Linked DNA regions of Mus musculus: regions 1 and 3 are each linked to region 2. The links are chromatin contacts, called in public HiChIP or PLAC-seq maps. All regions are on one chromosome and are shown on one strand. The core of a region is the stretch at or near the end of the contact, and the rest is flanking DNA. Distances in the headings are between cores, read along the strand shown. Region 1 holds the start of D130017N08Rik (RIKEN cDNA D130017N08 gene). Region 2 holds the start of Eif2ak1 (eukaryotic translation initiation factor 2 alpha kinase 1). Region 3 overlaps Eif2ak1 (eukaryotic translation initiation factor 2 alpha kinase 1).

Evidence for each region. HiChIP or PLAC-seq counts read pairs in DNA pulled down with a chosen protein or histone mark.
Region 1: an H3K4me3 HiChIP or PLAC-seq map of embryonic stem cells shows a contact between it and region 2, with 50 read pairs. The contact joins the promoter of D130017N08Rik here to the promoter of Eif2ak1 in region 2. A contact is called at or near these places in 2 of 15 datasets of contacts at CTCF or cohesin (CD8 T cells and pro-B cells), 2 of 484 Hi-C or Micro-C datasets (bone marrow-derived macrophages and nephron progenitors), 15 of 115 datasets of contacts at active chromatin or transcription factors (the 230-238 cell line, the SCID.adh cell line, bone marrow-derived macrophages and 8 more) and 3 of 9 other capture datasets (adipose tissue, liver and pancreatic islet).
Region 3: an H3K4me3 HiChIP or PLAC-seq map of fetal liver shows a contact between it and region 2, with 3 times the contacts expected there. The contact joins the enhancer-like site here to the promoter of Eif2ak1 in region 2. A contact is called at or near these places in 5 of 39 promoter capture datasets (Sertoli cells, cancer-associated fibroblasts, embryonic stem cells and 1 more), 1 of 15 datasets of contacts at CTCF or cohesin (large pre-B cells), 7 of 484 Hi-C or Micro-C datasets (CD8 T cells, the G1E-ER4 cell line, bone marrow-derived macrophages and 3 more), 56 of 115 datasets of contacts at active chromatin or transcription factors (the 230-238 cell line, CD8 T cells, DN3 thymocytes and 36 more) and 5 of 9 other capture datasets (adipose tissue, embryonic stem cells, liver and 2 more).

What each region holds. Positions count from the first base shown.
Region 1 is chr5:143,755,868-143,759,700 of GRCm38.p6, forward strand. D130017N08Rik (RIKEN cDNA D130017N08 gene) reads left to right here and starts at 2,487. Exons shown (of 2, transcript NR_015486.2): 1 at 2,487-2,922. It also overlaps a transcript of Usp42 not described here.
Region 2 is chr5:143,815,808-143,819,944 of GRCm38.p6, forward strand. It overlaps Eif2ak1 (eukaryotic translation initiation factor 2 alpha kinase 1), which reads left to right and starts at 1,985. Exons shown (of 15, transcript NM_013557.2): 1 at 1,985-2,201. The coding sequence starts at 2,084.
Region 3 is chr5:143,873,019-143,876,934 of GRCm38.p6, forward strand. Eif2ak1 (eukaryotic translation initiation factor 2 alpha kinase 1) reads left to right here. Exons shown (of 15, transcript NM_013557.2): 3 at 733-866; 4 at 2,642-2,679. Among named protein-coding and RNA genes, the nearest start is that of Ankrd61, 20 kb to the right of the region's middle. Within about 2 kb of position 1,788, at least 9 of the 459 cell types and tissues checked have an H3K27ac peak or open chromatin away from gene starts, as enhancers often do. A contact at or near this core is called in epiblast stem cells, fetal liver and trophoblast stem cells, where this site is marked.

The DNA.
Region 1 (3,833 bases), core at 1,237-3,736, 59 kb before region 2:
TCATTAACTATCTTAAATCAGTCAGTCACATCACCCATTTTGATTTTTAAAGTCATAATTTTTGTGTTCATGCATATGTATGTCTGCACACATGCCACAGTACACATATGGAGGTCAGAAGACAACTTGCAAAGGTTGTTTTTGCCCTTTTACCATGTGGGTCCTGGGACTCCCAACTCAGGTGATCAGGCAAGGCAGCCAGCACCATGACCCACTGCCATCTCTCTGGTCCTCTCGTCCAGTTTGCGTACACTCATTTGCACGTGTGTACTGCAATCAGTGTAGAACACTTTGTCCTTCCTTTCTCTCCACCTTACTTTTCTAAGAGGTCTGCTCACTAAATCTGAGGCTCGCTAGCTATTTTGGCTGTGCTGCCTTTGTCCCTCTGTATCTCCGAGCATGTGTGCCCATGCCTGGCCGCGCTGGCTTTTACATGGGCACTGGAGACTTGATCTCATGTCCTCTTACTTGTGCTGTGATTGCTCTTATTGAGCGAGCCATCTCCCCAGCCCCCAAACCTAGCATCACAGAAATATTCTACAGGACCCCATTTCTTCCCAGCACTCTTGGAGGTGCTAGCTCGTGCGTCTGATTTGCAAGGCTATCTTCTGCTCCTGTGTCGCTGGTCTCACCCTCCCTTGGTTTATGTAATTATCAAGCCATACGGTCCTAACGAGACTATTGTAGTTGTCCTTTTACTTTTCATGTTGTAGCTTCTAGGTTTAGTTGATCACAATCAAATAATGAGTGTCAGTCCGTGTGCCTGGGGATGAAAGGCTTTTCTCGGTTGATGGGATTGCTTGTGTAAAAGTAGATGTAAAAGTAGGAGGCCTCTGTTGGTATCTTCTGTTGGGTGTCATTGGACAAAAATTATATATCTATGAAAAATATATTTATAATCTCTCATAGTTTTGCAAGTGTGTACATCCAGTCCTTGGGAGATGCACACCAGAGGATGAAGAGTTCAAGTTTCTGTCCGCTACAGGCCAGCCTAGGATGCATGACACCCTTTTCAAAAGCGCCAACAGAGGAAGGCATTTCTGTTGAGTGGGAGCTGCCAGTCAAGCGCACCCTCATTGCTGAGGTGGTGCATCTCTCAGGGCAGCTCGCATGCCGTCCACACTGCAGTCATGGTGAGGACCCCACAGCAGCTGCACTGCAAGCATGGCTGAAGACCTGCCATGGTTACAGCCGGTCTAGACCACCGGCCTTAGAAAGCAGCATTCCTAAACAAGACAGAATAAAGGAAACTCTACAGGCCCCTGAAGCCATTTCACAGGGGCCAGGGGAGGATGCTACCCCTGCCCAACTCTCCCTGAAGGCCTTTGGTACAAACTCGATCCTTCATTTGCATTATGGACAATGTCATGATGGCTGTAATACTCTCGCTACACATACCCTTTTCGACCCAAAGCCGTTTGTCTCAGCTTTCTCAGACAGGGCTTCACGTAGCCCTTACCTAATTGTGTAATTACCTCCTCCTCACCCTGTCTTTATTTCCCATATGTCCAGATTACAAATATTGATACCTCACTAGGTTTGACTACAATTTAGAAGCAGTAAGCCATTGCCATCTTTTTACATTAGGCCCATAAATCTTTTGCTATATTTAGGTTTTTGAAATAAGTATGGCAGGCCTGAGGTGGTGATATGAAGAGTAGACTCCAGGTTAGGGTCAGGGCCTGAAACCATAAGCCTGTGACTCTCAGGACTTAAATAGTCCAGCCTAGCTCCTGTTTTGAACTTGGAGGCCCAGGTCAACTAGTCAATAGCCTACCAGCGCCTCCTCACTGCTCAGCATTTCCCCTCTCCTTGGTCTCTCTTCTCCTTTCCTCCCTCCCTCTTTCTATACATACATTGAATGTAGCCCAGGCTCTCACCAAATGGTCTATACACCTCAGGATGATATATAACTCCTAACACACTTGCTTCTACTCCTAAGTGCTGGGATTAATGACATGGGCCACCACACCAGACTCCTTACTCATGATGTCTGAGTAAGACAAAAGAACCAAACCCGGGTGGCTCTTAAATATATATTACATGGATGTATAGTGTTTGGGAGTATAAGGTAGGAGGCCATTGTGGACACGGAGCTTACTTTTGGTCACAGCAGAATGACTGAAATTAGGTGTCATGGTCAAAGGGGATTAGGTTCTCTGAAAGACAGTTTGTAAAGGCGGCAGGAGGGCCACACAGTCGAATGCGACCCTTGGCTGCCGCTCCCAAAACGCCACCACTAAAGTCTTCCAGCCAGTTTTTGCCCATGTGGGACCAACCCATTCTTCCCTACCGGAAGTGGAAGGGGGCGGAGCCGGCGGAAGTTCTATCTCCACCAGGCGCAAGAGGCCAATGTGTAACTTCCTCCCGGGGAGGGGACACTTCCAGTTACTGCGCCCCAACCTAACCCTACGGGTGCCGAGCGCGGCCAGCGCAGTGCGCCTGCGAGCTGTCCCTGCATCCCGCGCGCAGTGGGCGTTACTAACGGACAGCACCGGCCTCTGGGAGTTCAGATACAGTGATGCTTCAGAAACTGTGGACCCTCGGACCCAGCCCCTGTTAATGTTGAAGGACCAGGAAATATGAATCTAGGTAGCAGCTGAGGCTCTAGCTAAGGACCATGCAAAGCGTGTTGGAGAATGTGTTTCCAGCTCACCTAAGTAAAAAAAAAAAGACTACCCGACCCGACCGCACAGATTCGCAGTCGAGTTGAAATCGATCTGAAAAAAAGAATTGGTGCGCGTTAATTTAAACAAATCTCCTAAGATCCAAGGCTACAGGATCCGAGCTCACCAAAGATCACAACACGGGGTATGAGTTCCCGAGAGCCTGCTGTAAATACGCCAGCTATTTAATCTCACTTGGAACCTGCAAGTTAGGTAACATCCAGATCTCCTTCCCAAATGAAGGGCCGTGGCACAGGTTAAGTAAAACTTCATCCTTATTCACCAGTGTGTGCATGTGCGTGTGCGTGGAGATAGTTTTCTCAACCCCTGCCAAAAATGACATTATTTTAGGACCCACTGTTATAATGGTACTAAAAATATTAGGGTAACTTTTTTTCTCATTTATTTTTGAGATGAGGTCTTGCTGTGAACAGCCCATACACTTGTGCTAATCTTGTCTCTGCCTTACAATGCTGCAATTACAGGGCCTGACATCATGTCCAGCCTTTGTTTTTTTTCAGACTGGGTGTGCTTTAGCTCAGCTGTCTGTAAACTTGGGCTGTAGCTGGGGTTTGCCTTGGCACCCCCTACCTGCCTCTCATCCTGCATAAGTGCTGGGAATTACAGCACTGTGCTACTGGCTAGGCGTTTGTTAAAGCTTTGTCAGAAGCTTTGTGTACTTTCTTGAAAAGGTTTTTTGTTTTTTAAAGCAATGTAATAATATATCCTTTGCCTCTTGTACTGACATTGAGGCCTCAAAGCCAAAAGGATTGAAATTGGAGCAACCCTCTCATGTTGGCGGTTAATTGTGGAAATCGCCATGTAAGATGTCTTAGTTGACCCAAGGAATTCAGTGAGGATTCCTTAGCCATTCGCCTTGGAGGAAGTGAAGAAGGCAAGCCAGATGTGGTACGCTCCTGTAATCCCAGCACCTGGGAGACTGAGGCAGAAGGATCGCTGACTGAGAGGCTAGCCTAGATGACACTGTGTGTTCTAGACCAGCCTGGGCAAGAGAGTGATACCTTGTGCCAGAAAACTGAAAAGCGGAAAAATATTTTAAAAAGAACCACAGCAGAAGTGGCTGGGGTGTCGCTCAGTCGTGCTTTGCTTGTCTAGGTCAGGCAAGGCCCTGGGTCGGACCCCCAGCATCACACCAAGTCGAGAGGA
Region 2 (4,137 bases), core at 735-3,234:
TTAAAAAACAATTGTATGTTTATGTGTGGTATATTCATGTGTACATGTTCATGTGCATGCATATATGGAGGCCAGAGGATGGTATCAGTTTTTCTTTACTGCTCATCACCCTATTTCTTTAAACTTGTGTGTGTATTTGTGTGTATGTATGTATATATATATATATATATATATATGTGTGTGTGTGTGTGTGTGTGTGTGAGGGTATGAGTGTATATGTGTATATGTATGTATGTGTGAGGGTGTGTGTGTGTGAGGGTGTGTATGTGTCTGTGTGAGGGTATGTGTGTATTTGTATATGTATATGTGTATGTGTGAGGATGTGTGTATGTGTGTGTGCCCACAGAGGCCAGAAGGTGTTGGATCCCCTGGAGCTGGAGTTACAGATAGTTTTGAGCTGCTAGACATGGTGCTGAAAACCAAACTCAGGTCCTCTGAAAACAAGTGCTCTCAACCACTGAGCCTTCTCCACCATATATATGCATATGTATGTATGTGTGTGTGTGTGTGTGTGTGTGTGTTTGAGACAGGGCTCCTCATCGATCCTGGAGCTCTCTGATTAGGTAAGACTGGCTGGCCAACAAGCCCCAAGGATTCTCCAGTTTCTGTCCCTTGCAGGTTCTAGTATAACATGCACAGTTGTAGCCAATGGCTTTTGTGTGGGTTTCTGGGGATTTGAATTCAGGTCCTTAGGCTTGAGCAACAAGTAAACTTACTCCCAAGTCCCAGCATCGATTTTTGAATCTTAACTTCATCATCTAGGGTAGCTTTGGAGGTGGGTGGGTGGGTTCCAGGTGGTCACAAGGAAAAAAAAAACCTTTGGTTTGAAACCAACTGGAAAGTTAGTCTCAAAACCCAAGAATTTCCTTTAGATTAGATTCTCTCTGGCATTTCCCATTTTGCTATGGTCTGTGATGGATCAAAGCAAGTTTGCTCTACTCGAGTCAGGACTTGTAGATAAATTTGTTTTTGTTCTGAAACAGGGTATCATTTAAGTCAGCCTGGCCTCAAACTCACTATGTACTTGAACACCTGGTCCTCTCATTTCTACCTCTCAAGTGCTCAAATTTAAAAATTAGAAGCATATAAACCACTACGATGGGTGATTTTTTTAAAAGATAGTTATTTTATATATATACGTATCACTTATACATATACATGTACATATATATATATATATATATATATATATATATATATATATATATATATGCATCACTTCTAAAATTAGGTCCCTTAGATGGCTGGATTTTCGAAATTAAAACACAAAGAAGAGGTTGGAGAGACGGTTCAGTAGTCAACAGCATTTGCTGCTCTTGCAGAGGACCTAGTCCAATTCTCATCAGTTATCAGTCCTCTGTAACTCCAGTCCCAGGGGATCTGATGCCCTCTTCTGGCCTCCATAGGCAACAGACACACATATGAAGGCAGAGTTGATATACCAACATCCATAAAATACTGCTTCTACTTTCCCGGTCTCCCCGCTCCCTCCCCCGCGCACCATGTATCTTCCCCTCGGTTTATTTACTTTGCCCTTGCCCCAACATCAGTTTTCACTCTCTCTGGTCTTCTTTCTGGTTTGTTAGGCTTTACCCACACTTACTCCCACGTATATCCATTACAGGTTAGGATATCTGCATTTGAGCGAGAAACACGCGGTCTTTGTCTTTCCGAGTGTGGGTCCCCTTGCTTATTATACTTTCCAGAGAAAAGTTTGCAGGTGTGAGATCTGAGCGTTTATGATGCCTACAGGGATAATATGGGAAGAACAGAGAACCAGACACAACCCACAGGGTCAAGGAGAAAGGTCCTTCCTACACAGGCAGCGCCGCACCACGCCGCGCCAGCACACCCCTGCTTGTCCTGCCCACTCGGGGCACACCCGCAGTGGATCAGCCAATCATTTCCTTTAGAGAAAAAAGGGGCGGGACAGCGAGAGCCCGCCCCCCTACAGAAACTTCCTGGTCACTGGGGCGGGACTTCCGTTGGCTCTTGTGTTACTTCCGGCTTGGGGGGAGGCTCTAGTGGCCGGCAGCGTCTGGGGACCGGCAGAGCGAGGTTACTATCCACGCTCCGAACGGCAATGCTGGGGGGCAGCTCCGTGGACGGCGAGCGCGACACGGACGACGACGCGGCGGGGGCGGTGGCCGCGCCTCCTGCCATCGACTTCCCCGCAGAGGTGTCGGACCCCAAGTATGATGGTGAGACAGGGATGGCTCGCGCAGTCCCACGGTTCGCTGTTCATATGAGTTCCTGCGCGCCAGTGGTCCCCGGTGGTCACCTAAGATCCTAGGCCGCCTCGGGGCTCGAACTCGGGCCCAGAGCTGTAGGGCACCGGGAGGTGGCGGGCAGGCTGTCAAGGGTTAGGTAAATATTTACTACAAGAGCGTCTACGCTCTACCCGTTTGTGGGCATTTGTATTTCTTGACTTCTGTTTTGCGCCACTTCCCCGAGGCCGCTTTTCGCTTCTTGTTTTTCTTCGCTGAGTGTAATCTTTGTTCACTGCTAGAATGAGATTAGATAAGTAAAGATTAGATAAGTAATGATTTCTTTTAGCGAGGTAGTACACGAACGCTCCAGTTTTCTTGAGGCTTTTGATACATGTAAATCAAATTGTGTAACGTAAGGCGCGTCGTCTTCAAAACATCGATTCTTATGTAGGTTAACGTTCTGGTATTTTACAGAAAGTGCAGTTGGTTGGTACCAGTTGCTTGAGCCGTTTTAAAACTGAAATTGTGCTCTCGATAGTGAATACACCGAGTCGTGGTGCACTCTTGTAACCCAGACGTATGGAAAGTGGAGGCAGGAGGATCGGGACTTGAAGGGCAAGCCTGAGCTTCATGTTGAGTTCCAGGGCAGTTTGAAGTACATACGACTCTATCTCGAACTAACAAAAAAGGATAATGACGGTGGAGCAGTGACAGAGAATGTTTTAGGATGAGTGAGATCCTGGGTTTATCTTCCAGCCCCCAAAACATACATCCAAGGAGGTTTTAGCTGTATACACAGAATGCTTATAAGGTTACAGTAAAGCTAGAAATGAGTATGTTGTAGTGGAGTTAGGAGTGTACACTAAATTCAGGGTTTTTTTTTTTTCTTCTCCATTTTCATTTTTAAATCCTGCCTGTAATAATTGACCACAATGAGAAATAAAAGTTGTTCATCGTGGTGACTCAGTAGGCTGTATAGAGGCTGGTTGTAAGATAACTTTTAAATGAATATGCAGATTTTCCCCACACGGCAAGTGGCATGTTACTGTAGCCCGTGAGCCGAGCAAGTGTGTGTCCTAGGAGAGGGCCCAGCTGTAAACATGCAGGTCCATCTCTTCTGTGACGCCGTGATAAGAGTGTCTGCACACCAAAGATTATTCCGGAAGGGAGTGAGCGAGGACAAACTTTCGAACTTCTGCCCTCTTCCTGTTAATACGGCTCTGCTTCCGTGGTGATGCCTCTTCTAAAGAGATGACGAGTATTCACCCACAGCTGATTCTTTGCCTTTAAACATAGAAAGGTCTGTGGAACGTTCAGTATCACTTTTAATGGGTGTAAGGCCAAGAGTTAGGTGATGTCTTACAGGTGGTCTGAATGCTTTGAAGAGATCATACTGCCAGTTCACGGTGGAGTCAGAAAAGTCAAAGCCTCAATGAGCAATCGCAGTTCGCTGTAGGAATTCTGCAGCAGACCGCAGTCTCGCTGCAGCAGACCGCAGTCTCGCTGCAGCAGACCGCAGTCTCGCTGCAGCAGACCGCAGTCTCGAAGCCAGTCTGTATTCCAAGACATTCGTTTTCTTTCATTAGTCACCAGGGTTGGTTTTGGTTTTTTTTTTTTTTTTTTTTTTTTTTTTTTTTTTTTTGAGACAGGGTTTCTCTGTGTAGCCCCGGCTGTCCGGGAACTCACTCTGTAGACCAGGCTGGCCTCGAACTCAGAAATCCACCTGCTTCTGCCTCCCAAGTGCTGGGATCAAAGGCGTGCGCCACCACGCCCAGCTGTCACCAGTGTTTCAAAAGTATTACCTTAGATTAATCCTTCAACCTGTCTAAAAACAAAATAATACAGTAACAATACTTTATTTATTTGTTAAGCCGGGGATTGAGCTAGGATCTTGTGAACGCTCGTCAAGTGCCCCGCAGCTGAGCTT
Region 3 (3,916 bases), core at 538-3,037, 57 kb after region 2:
CCTAAGACCTAGAAAGAAGAGCAACCAGCACTCTTAACCACTGAGCCAGCTCTGTAGTCTGCTTTCTTTTCTCTTTTTTCTTCATCTTCTTTGCCTTCCTCTTCCTCTTCTTCTTCCTCCACCTCTAACACTTTCTCCTCCTTCTTCCCCTTCCCCAAATCCCTGCCCCTGCTGCGACACAGGGTTTCTCTGTGAAGCCCTGCCTGACCTGGAACTCACTCTGTAGACCAGGCTGGCTTCATACAGAGATCCACCTGCCTCTGAGGCCTCTTGATGGATGAGGTCAGTGGCGTGCACCACCACACCCTCCCTATTCTTTCTCTCTTGTACTTTCCTGTCTTTTCCTTGTTTTTCCTGTGTTCTCCCTCTTCCCCTGTTCTCTCTCTCCATCTTGGTTTTTCTCTTCCTCTTCCATTTCTGGTGTAGTGTGAACCACTACACTTCACCCTGTCTGTATTTCTTTATGCATAAATTAAGGATATCTCTACAGAAACACCTTTTATTGCGGCATCTGGTACACAACCTATATGTCTATCTATTGTGTCCCCCTCCCTTTTTGAGACAAGGTCTCATTTAGCCCAGGATAGCCTTAAACTTGCCGGGCAGCTGATAGGTGACTTTGGACTCAGGATCCTTTGTAGTGTCCTGCATGCTGGGGTTACAGGTTCGCTTACCTTGTCCTGCCTGTTGTCAGTTTTCTAATAATAGCTTATCATGGCTTTTTTCTTATAGTACTGTGCCAGACTTTTATCAAGATGGGGCTGCTCTCTTCCTTTACCTGCAGTGATGAGTTTAGCTCTCTGAGACTCCACCACAACAGAGCCATCACTCATTTAATGAGGTCTGCCAAAGAGAGAGTCCGTCAGGTAAGCCCTACCGGGTGTACTTTGTATGACAAATACATTTGAGTCTTAGAGCAACCATATGTGTGAGCTGAAGACATAGCTCAGCCATTACGAGCATTTGCACAGGGCCCACGTTTGGTTCCTAGCACCTACAGGGTGGATCACAGCCATTGGTAACTCACTGTGTGGTGATCGCCACAAACATCGGGCACTGAATGAAGTCAGTACTTGTAGGCAAAAACACTCATACACATGAAATGCAGTAAGAAAGAAAGGAAGGAAACGGAACACTGTTGTTTTCCTGTGTTTTGTGTAGTTCAGTGGCAAGGCATTTGCCTGGTGTGCCTAGTGTGGGCTCTATCCCCAGCGCACACACACACACACACACACACACACACACACACAAAAGAAATAGAAAAAGAATGATAATTTTTAAAGCATTACTTAATTTTAGTTATAGGAATTGTTCTTAAATACAAACTTGGTCAAATTGACAATATTAATTGTTGTTACTAATATTTACTATGCTATACCATTTTATGGGAGGGGGGAAGGAAAGAAAATAGTCTAACCCTCCATGAAGCTTATGTTCTGATGCAGGGGGCAGGAAACAGTAGGGAAAGTTAGAACAGATGTGGGGGGGGGGGGGCACACAGGCAGGTAGTGGAGGGCTTAGGGAACATTGGGAGGGGCTTGTGGACACCCGGGCCTCACTGAGAAAGAGTGGTCATGTCCATGGCTGAGAGGGAGTTAACTGCAGGGGCCTGGGGTGAAGTGTTCCAGGCAGAGCCAAGGACTTCGATGGAGCGGTAGCTAAGTGTGTGCTGGTGGTGGTGTGCTGCTCATTTTTGCAAGGCTGCCTTGCTTTTAGACAGAGTGGGTAAAGGGGAGGAGTAACAGGGTGGGAGGGGCCATGAGAATGTGGGATTGTTCCCTCCTCCCGCCTTCCTCAATGAGTCGGGGCTGGGCAGTCACAGCAGCACTATAGCCCAGGCATTTCTTGAACTCTGCAGTCCATGTTGGCCTCAGCTCTCTCTATCTCCAATCTAAGCTGCCTGAGTGCTGGGATGACAGACATGATCTTGAGAGCATTTTAAGGAACTTGGTTTTACACAGAGTGGGCACAGGAACATTGCAGGATTCGGAGCATAAGAACATTTTAACAGGCTCACATCTGAGCCCATGCTGCAAGTCTCCATGGTGGAGAGAGTCAAGGGCAGGGCATGGGCAGGAGGAGGGCTCCAAAGCGGGTGGTCACAGTGGAGGTGGGAGGAGTCGGTTTCTACAGACATTTTTGAAGTGAAGTCAGTTTACTCTCATGGAGCTCCTTGCAGATCAGTTCTCAGCTTGGAAATATTTAAAATCATGAACTATTAAGTAACATTATAATGTTATTTTAGCTGGGCGCGTGGTTTAGTCCTATAATCCCAGCACTCAGACAGAGCCAAAGAGGATAGCTGTAAGTTTGAGACTAGCTTGGTCTGCATGGTGACCAAGGCTAGCCAAGGCTACATCAACACCCTTTATCAAAAACAAACAAGCGAAAGCTATTATCCTTATGTTGAGGACTCAGGTTTGTAATTCAAGTACCCAGCAAGTTAAGGCAGGATTATGAGTCTAAGGCCAAGTTTTGCTACGTAGAGAAACGTGTTTCACAAAATCCCCTGTAGAGAAGTAAAGTCCTGGACTGTGGTCTGCCTTGGGGATTTGAGCATATGAGTTACTGGGGTGTTGAGTTTGATTCCTTGTTCATCAAATGTTTCATGTGGTTCTTAAAGACAATATTTTGGTTTTAGGATCCTTGTCAAGATAATTCTTACATGCAGAAAATCAGGTATGTATCCTGTGCTTTTTCACTAACTCAGATAAGTCAAAGAAATCAACAAGTTTATAAAAATTACTCCTTTATTCTTTGTGTTTTGAGACATAGTCTTGTTGTGTAGCCCAGTCTGGCCTGGACGTTAGCTTCTCCTCCTGCTGCCGTCCAGCATGCTGGGTTACAGGCCTTGCCCACAGCCATGTCTGTCTGCTCTAGGAAAGCGCACAGCCTGAGGCCTGCACCATGCACTGCTCGAAAGTTTCCTTTGCTTCTCATGTTCCCCACTGCATGCGGCTTCTCTTCAGCTTGCCCTTCCCTCCTCTGTGTATTTGAGGCAGGGTCTCATGTAGCAGGGGCTGCTTTCACGTTTGCCATATACTGAGACTGATCTTAAATTCTTGGTCCTCCTGGCAGGCATAAAGTCTTTATCTGTATGTGTGTTTGAGTGTGTAGATGTGCACACTTTCTGAGTGCTGGCATCAAGAAAGCTCTCCCTCTCCGTCTCTCTGTATTTGTTTGTTGGTTTTTTGTTTTTTGTTTTTTTGTTTTGTTTTGTTTTGTTTTTTGTTTTTTCAAGACAGAGTTTCTCTGTGTAGCCCTGGCTGTCCTGGAACTCACTTTGTAGGCCAGGCTGGCCCGGAACTCAGAAATCTGCCTGCCTCTGCCTCCTGAGTGCTGGGATTAAAGGTGTGTACCACCACCGCCCGGCTCTCTCTGTGTTTGAGTGAATATGTTTGCATGCACCCGTGTGCCACTGCACTTTGAGGCCAGAGGTTGATAAAGCTATTTTCTCCATCTTGCTTCCCATTACATATGGAGGTCTTGTTGCATGCGAAACTTTGTGATTCATTTAGTCTAGCCAGCTCGCTTGCTCTGGGCTCCCTTGTTTCTTCCTCCTTACTGCTGAAATTGCAGGTGGGCCACCATGCCTGGCAGGCACGTATATTAGCACAGGGCTCTGCACTGCAGCCCTCATGCTCACAGATAGCAAATGCTTTCTCCACAGAGCCTTCCCCACAGCCCTCTTCCCTGCTTGGTTGGTTTGTTTGTTTTGTTGTGTTTGTTTGTTTGTTTGTTTTGACTCAAAAGTCTTGTGCAACCCAAACTGTCTTTCTGCTGGAGGTCCTCCTGCTGGGATTATAGAGTGTGCAACCGTGTCCAGCAAACGCCACCGTTCATTTGACTGCTGCTACTTCTTTTAGGAGACCACCATTGGCCTTTTACCTTACTCACAAACTCTTAAAAGCCTGTA